Regions from separate parts of the Sus scrofa genome. Here region 1 is linked to region 2. A link is a contact called in public HiChIP or PLAC-seq data. All regions are on one chromosome and are shown on one strand. Each heading gives the region's core, a stretch centred on a gene start, on an enhancer-like site or on the middle of the called end of the contact. The rest is flanking DNA. Distances are from core to core; before and after follow the strand shown. Region 1 has its middle 210 kb from the start of ANTXR2. Region 2 overlaps LOC106510569.

Region 1 (3,461 bases), core at 377-2,876, 310 kb before region 2:
ATGTGATTGTCAACAAACCTTCGTCACTGGGATTTTTAGGTTTGTCACAAATCAAACGTTAGCATGCCTGAAAATTAAACCCAGGCGTTTTTCAAATTTGCAACAATTACCAAAAAAAAACCTCTCCCTTGGTATACATGACTCCCTTGCCAAGCGAATTTGGAGGGTACTGAAGTCTTTGTACAGTTTCAAATTAGAGAGTAGTGATAATTATATTAATAATCGGAAGTTACAAGCTATATTCAAACATAAAATTTATCATTTTAAAATTACTGTGTTCTCTGACTAACCTGAATTTAAATGAGTAACGATGGTGAGATGATAAAGATTATTATTGCTCACCCTTCCTAAGCACTTTCTATGTGCCAGCATTTTGCTACGCAAGGCATATATTATTCCATTTAATTCTCAAACAACTGTATCAGGCAGATTCTGATGATCTCTCCATTTTGTAGCTATAATTACACAGCCTCAGAGGAACTAAAAAGTTCCACTGCAAGACCCAGCTTGTAAATCATGTAACAGCAATGAAGTTTATTCAAATAACCAGAATCGAAGGGGGACACAGTTTCATAGCTCTCCAAGCCACGATTCAGCAATGGTGGCTTTCAATTGAGAGGAATGAGATCAGATTAAATGATAACAACGGATGCGCTCTTAAAATAAATTCATTTCAGGTTATGGATCTGCTGACAATCTACTAGAGTCATTTTAATTTAGTTTTTTTCCACTATACCGACGCCTCACTGATGCACAACGTTCTGTTAATTCCCCCTATTCAGTTACACGTATATATTCATACATTCTTGTTCATATGCTCTTCCATCATGAGCTATCTCAGGACATTGACCACAGCTCCCTGTGCTGTACAGCAAAGGCCTTGTTTACCCTCCTGCACATAATAGTCACCTCTGCTGATCCCCAACTTTGAGTAAAGTGGAGGACGGGGAGTCTGGGGTTGGGAGATGTGAACTATCACATGTAGAATGGATAAGCAGTGAGGTCCTGCCGCACAGCAGCACAGCACGGGGAACTCTATCCAATCACTTGGAACACGATGGAAGATAACACGAGAAAAAGAATGTGTGGCTGCATGACTGGGTCACTTTGCTGTACAGCAGAACTGGACAGAATATTCTAAATCAACTGTAATAGAAAAATTTGTAAAAGGAGTCATTTTAGAAAGAGATTCATTTTTAAATGACTCATAATGTGTGCAGTGACACCGAGCAATTGAAAGGGTCTTTAAAATATGTATTTCAATTATCAAAATACAGTGGGACTCCCCGCATTTGCTGTGGGGCCTCGTGGCCTTTGGCTGAATCGAGAACATCTGTTCGTCGGCTTCAGTGAGCACGTCTGTGGTCCTGCCACCAAACACCAAGGAACAGACACAACTTTGAGCCTCGTGACACGTGCCTTTTGCCCTGCAGAGTGGTCACGCCAACCCACTTGCATTTGGCGTCTCTCTCCTCACGCTGCCACTGTGTTTGATGCAAGTGCCCTCAGGCTCCTGGAGTTTACTCAGCGAAGGGGCTTTCTGGGCCTCTGTAGAATCCTTGGGGCTTTTTGCAGTCAGCCCTTCCCAGCTGTTCCCTCTCCTCCTGGCTGGGTTCCGAGGAGATGATGCAAGGCTGTGAACTGGGAGGGCGCTTGGGATCCAGCTGAGGGGAAAGCCTGCAGGAAAGGTTACAGAGACTCTGCCGCAAAAACAGAGCTGTGCCTCCGCCGGCTCTGGGCAGCAGGGTTAGAGGTGGGGACGCAAACAGCGCTCGACGTGTTCTGTCCCAGATCTGCTTTCCCGTCATTTATGCCACACTGGGAGGGGCCTTTGACATTTTTCCCCTTTCTTGTGACCATGGTTCAGTGTCTCATCATAAAGTACTGCACCAGATGATTGTACTGTCTTCGGGACAGGCCCTCAGCACAACTCTGAAGCGAGCCAGATGCTTCTGCCGAAGCCTCCTCCCTTTGGCATCGTCAATCCCTATTGTCTTTTTCGTTTGGATTTTGAACCCCCGAACCCTGCCCTCTCCGGATGTCAGAGTGTCTCGCCTACGGCTGGTCTCCGGAGGGACCGGGCGCTGCCCCTTCCTTCTAATTCTGTCTCCTCAAATCTACAGACTTTCACTGGCATGTAAATCTCAGGAGTCTGTCTGTTAACTGGGTTTAAATTTTGGAAAGGTTTTCTAGAGATAATCTAGTACATCAAAAAACAAAGCTAACAAGCCACCTTTGACACGGGAAAAGATATATTTGTAATATTTAGTTCCCCCTGTCCCTCAGCCATCATCACCCTGTCTGCCTTGCAGTTATGTCATTATATAATTTCACCACCCCTGAAGGCGGGTATAAAAAAAAAAAAACTTCTTGGCGTCCCCGCTGTGGCACGGTGGACTAAGAATCCACCCGCAGTGGCCTGGATCCCTGTGAAAGCGAGAGCTCCATCCCCTGCAGTGGGTTAAGGATCCGGCGTTACTGCATCATAAGTCACAGATGTGGTTCTGATCTGATCTGGCTGTGGCTGTGGTGTAGGCCAGCAGTGGCAGCTCCGATTTAACCCCTAACCTGGGAACCTCCATATGCTGAGGGTGCGGCCCTTAAAAAAAGAAATGAAATGTGATAACCTGACTGATTTTGAGTATCCTGCATTAGCCAGAAATGACCCGTTATCCTACAAAACAAAATTGACCTGGCTCAATGTCTTAAACCAGAGGAAAAAATATAGAAACGGGAGTCAGGGAAAAAAGCGTGTCTTGTTAGCAGCTCTGCCACCTTCAGCTGTGGGAGCTTGGTCGTGTCACTTTCCTTGTGGGTAAGGCAGCTACGGTAAAGTCTCCCAGCGAGATTGCTACTCAGGCTAATAGGATTCTGTGACCGATCCAGGATGTAAAGATCCTGGGTGGAGTTCCCCATCGTGGCACAGTGGAAACGAATCCGACTAGTTCCATGAGGACGAGGGTTCAATCCCTGGCCTTGCTTAGTACTCAGTAGGTCAAGGATCCTACCTTGTCATGACCTGTGGTGTAGGTTGAAGATGCAGCTTGGATCCGATTTGCTGTGACTTTGGCAGCTGTGGCCAGCAGCGTAGCTCTGATTTGACCCCATGAAAGTCTGGGAACTTCCATGTGCCACAGGTGTGGCCCTAAAATAAAATAAAGTTCCTTGTTTAATAGCATATATTTGTGTGTTTAATTTTTTTGTCTTTTTTTTTTTTTTTTTTTTTGAGAGCCACACTTACAACATATGGAAGTTCCCAGACTAGGGGTTGAATTGGAGCTGTAGCTGCCAGCCTACACCACAGCCACAGCAATACGGGATCCAAGCCTCATCTGCAACCTACTCTGAAGCTCACAGTAACTCCAGATCCTTAACCCACTGAGTGAGGCCAGGATTGAACCCATGTCCTCATGGATACTAGTCGGGTTCAGTACCACTGAGCCATGATGGGAACTCCCAGG
Region 2 (3,498 bases), core at 457-2,956:
GAGCAACTCAACTTTGAGGTTTTCAAGGGGTTCCCCTGGCCCTCCCTCAGCTCCTGCCTAGGCAGGCAGACCCCTGCCCAAGCCCCAGCCCCCTCCTGAGATCCTGCATATGCTTTCTTGCTAAATGACTCCTCGCACCGTTATCTCCTCACGGGATACATCTGTTGGGTGCCTCTCATCCTCAGCTCCGCTTTCATCTCTTCCTATCGCAACACATTGTTGCCTCCAGTCCTTGTGCCAGAGTGGAAGGGAGCCATCCCGCCAGGCCGCGCTCTGGGATTGGCAGCGAATGAATGATTGGCAGCGGGCATCTCTGTCAGGGCTTTGGCATGCTGCAGAGTAGAAGCCCTGTGCTAATGAATGCCATCTACACCTACCAGATGTGCCACTGGGTGACATGCCAGATCTTTTACATAATGCCATTCTGCCGGACAAGAGACAGCTGGGGGGGGGGGGTTGTCTTTTAATGCCTTGGGGTGAGAGTGGGTTTGCCTTTTTTGTCTCACCCAGACTTCCCGCCACCACCCACACACCCAATCAGTCCCCCCTACGTGGAGCTATAACCTATGGCTGAGGTCCTTGCCTTCAGAGATGGCCCAGAAGCAGGAAAGCTGGAGCTCCTGGACCTGCTCCCTCGACTCTCCCCTACACTCTCACCCTTCCTGGAGTTTGCCCCCGCCCCCATCCAAATTTAGGAAAGAGAAATTTTCCTTTTTTAAGTTAAAGCTATAAAAACGCTGGACGCATATGAAATGAAAAAAGTAAAGGGGAGAAACGACGCGTCCTTTCCTCCCCCTCCCCCCAATTATCCTCCACTTCCCAGCCCGAAAGTGGGAGGACGAGCCCCCCTCGCGCCATTCTCCTCCTTTTCCACAGTCCGAGGGGACTAGATGGTGTCCGTCCCGCTTTCTGGCTAAAGCGGTTGTCGGAAGTAACGTGGGGGGTCCAAAAGCCCACGCCGTGTGGAGAGGACTCTTTCCCGGCGTGGGATGGGCACGGCGGGCGGGAAGGGAAGAGAAAACCACTTCCGATGGGAGATGGGCGATGGGCGGCGTGCGTGCGCGCGCGGGCAGAGTTTAGGTCCACGCCACCCCCGCAGGGGCATCTGCAGGTGGGAGGAGGAGCCGCCGCGCCGGTCCCCGCTCTTTCGCTGGACCTGCTCGTGGGGACAGCCCGGGAATTGAAGGGACCTAAGAGGGGCAGGCCTCCCCCCAGCCCCCGGACTCCAGCATCCGCTCCCACGCCCGGCCCCCGGCCCCTAGCGCGCCGCGGGCGGAGCTGCCAGGCCCCTTCCCTCGCCCCCGCCCGCTGCCGAGGCTCCAGATGGCGGCTCCTCGCGCTCGGCTCGCGGCCCCCAGACGCCGCCCGGCAGCAGCCGGCGGTCGCTCCCTCCCTCCCAGCTGCTGCGGCGGAGCCCGCGACCCGCTCGGCGAGGAGGGCGGGCCCCTCGGCCGGCTGGGACCCGGGCGGAAGCCGGGCGCCGAGGGGCGCGCAGGAGCCGTGCCCGCGGGGCAGAAGCCGTGCCCGCGGGGCAGGAGTCCTGGAGGCCCCAGGTGAGGAGGCCGCGGGGAGCGCGCGGGGAGGGGGGCCTGCCTGGCGCTGGCGCCGCCGCCGCTGCACCCCCGCGCCGCTGGGTCTCTCGGCTTTCCTGCCGGCAAGGCGGCCGCCGCGGGCCCAGCGGGCGCGGGCCCGGAGCGCCACGCAGTCGCCAGGAGGGGGCGCCCAGCACCCCGAAGCCGGGGCCCCGGGGCGTCCCGCCCCGCCCAGGGGAAGGCTGGTCCGGGCGGGAAAAGCGCCCCCTCCTGCCGGAGAGCGGTAATGCCCACCCGCCGCGACCAGCCCCTTCGCTTTTTCTCCGCTCTTCTCCCTAAACTCTGCTCCCTCGCTCCCCAAACGCCTCGCTTTTCTCTCGATTGCCAGGTTTCCCTACTTCTCCTCGCCTGACCCCCGCACCCCAGAACGTCCCCCTCCTTCCCCTTTACCCGCGCGGTCAGGGTTTGTCCGCCCCTGGGGCGGTGGGAAGGGGGATGTATTTCGTGCCAGGGCTCCGACTCCTCTCCACAGGTGCCTCCCTGGGAGCCCCCGACATCAATCCCGAGAACGGCGTTTCGAGGGGGTCGAGGCCTGAGCCCGGCAACTCGGTAACCTGGGGGGAGTGATGCGTTTGGGAGCAGCGCGTCCGCTCGACACGGAATTCCCTTTACTGGACGGATGGATAAAGTTCTGCGGCCTGGTGCTGAACCCCTTCTACCCCCAAGTCAGGACACTTCGAGAGCATTTTCCCTTACACAGACCCTGTAAGACCTAACGTCCGTCTCCCTGACAGTCCTCACTGCGGTCCTCCGTAGCAGCCGTGCTGGGGTCGGGGTAGAGGGAGGAAGGCGCTAAAAGGCCGCGGAGCCGGGCCTCCCGCGCACATCTGACGCCCCCTCTAATCCCCCACCCCGCCCGGCGCTCCGGGCGCGTGTCCGCAGACCCTCTGCCGGTCCCTGCGCGCGGCCGTCGGGCATTAGACCCCCGAAAGCAACGTTCCGTAAGCTCCCAGTACAAATCCCCTCGGAAACATTAATCACAGCCACCAGTGAATGCAAAACGTGTGCCCGTGCCTGCCGTGTCTGCCTTTTAATCCCGAAGGCAATTCTGGAAAGCAGCCTCAGACCGGGCTCTATTAATCCCTTACACCAGCAAATGCAATCTCTGACCTACTAGATTTGTTTGCCTGCAATTTCAGGAGGAGTTGGCCTCGACAGAGAAATAGACAGAAAGAAAACTATGGGTGACTCGCGGCGCGGGGCAGTAACGCAACAATGGGGTGCGTTTCCGTCAAAAGGCGCTCCTGCTGTGGCGGGGGCTCAGCCGCCCCGAGTCCTGACACCGCGCGGGGCGGCCGCGGCGTGCGGGCGGGGGTGGGGGGGTAGGGGAGCTGGGTGGCGAGTGCCTAGTGGGGTCGGAGCCCAGAGGAAACCCAGTTCTTTTTCCTCCAAAGGCTTCGACCCCAGGTGACCTCCTTTGGGGCTGTCCCCTTGCGACGGCGCTCGGGCAGGCCGAGGGGTCAAGGTTCCATCCCCTGAGGCCTGTGCCTCGCACTTGAGATTTCACTCTCCACTATTCCATCGCTCAATCAATCATGCTTCTCTTCTCCCACTTTATTCAAAACCGTCTTCCAGTTCCCTCGTAATCGTCATTTGCACCATTGCCTTTTATCTTTGATTAATTAGGAAATCGAAAAAGATAATGGAGGGTCGGGCCGATAAATTAGTCTGAAGAACCGACGGAGGGACGTCTGGGCCGCACGGTGGGTGGGCCCTGTCCACGTGGGCTGGAGGGGCTGCCGCCAGGCTGGCGGGGCAGGAAGGGGTTAAGCAAAGGCGCGGCGCCGGCGAGGGGAGAGCTGCCCTAAGAACCCGGAGGGCTCGGGCGGAGACTTCTCGCCGAGCTAAGTGGGGCGGCGCCAGTGATTTTTAGCTTTTTCTGTTGGGGTCTAGAAAACGAGCGAGG

The links. HiChIP or PLAC-seq counts read pairs in DNA pulled down with a chosen protein or histone mark.
Region 1: a contact with region 2 is called in an H3K27ac HiChIP or PLAC-seq map of skeletal muscle, with 5 times the contacts expected there. The contact joins two enhancer-like sites. A contact is called at or near these places in 1 of 5 promoter capture datasets (liver) and 1 of 2 datasets of contacts at active chromatin or transcription factors (skeletal muscle).

What each region holds. Positions count from the first base shown.
Region 1 is chr8:137,934,081-137,937,541 of Sscrofa11.1, reverse strand. No RefSeq gene overlaps it. Among named protein-coding and RNA genes, the nearest start is that of ANTXR2, 210 kb to the right of the region's middle. Within about 2 kb of position 1,626, at least 11 of the 83 cell types and tissues checked have an H3K27ac peak or open chromatin away from gene starts, as enhancers often do. A contact at or near this core is called in skeletal muscle, where this site is marked.
Region 2 is chr8:137,622,274-137,625,771 of Sscrofa11.1, reverse strand. LOC106510569 reads left to right here. Exons shown (of 2, transcript XM_013998646.2): 1 at 1-1,553; 2 at 2,065-3,498. The coding sequence starts at 1,031. The coding sequence ends at 2,159. Among named protein-coding and RNA genes, the nearest start is that of PRDM8, 13 kb to the right of the region's middle. Within about 2 kb of position 1,706, at least 32 of the 83 cell types and tissues checked have an H3K27ac peak or open chromatin away from gene starts, as enhancers often do. A contact at or near this core is called in skeletal muscle, where this site is marked.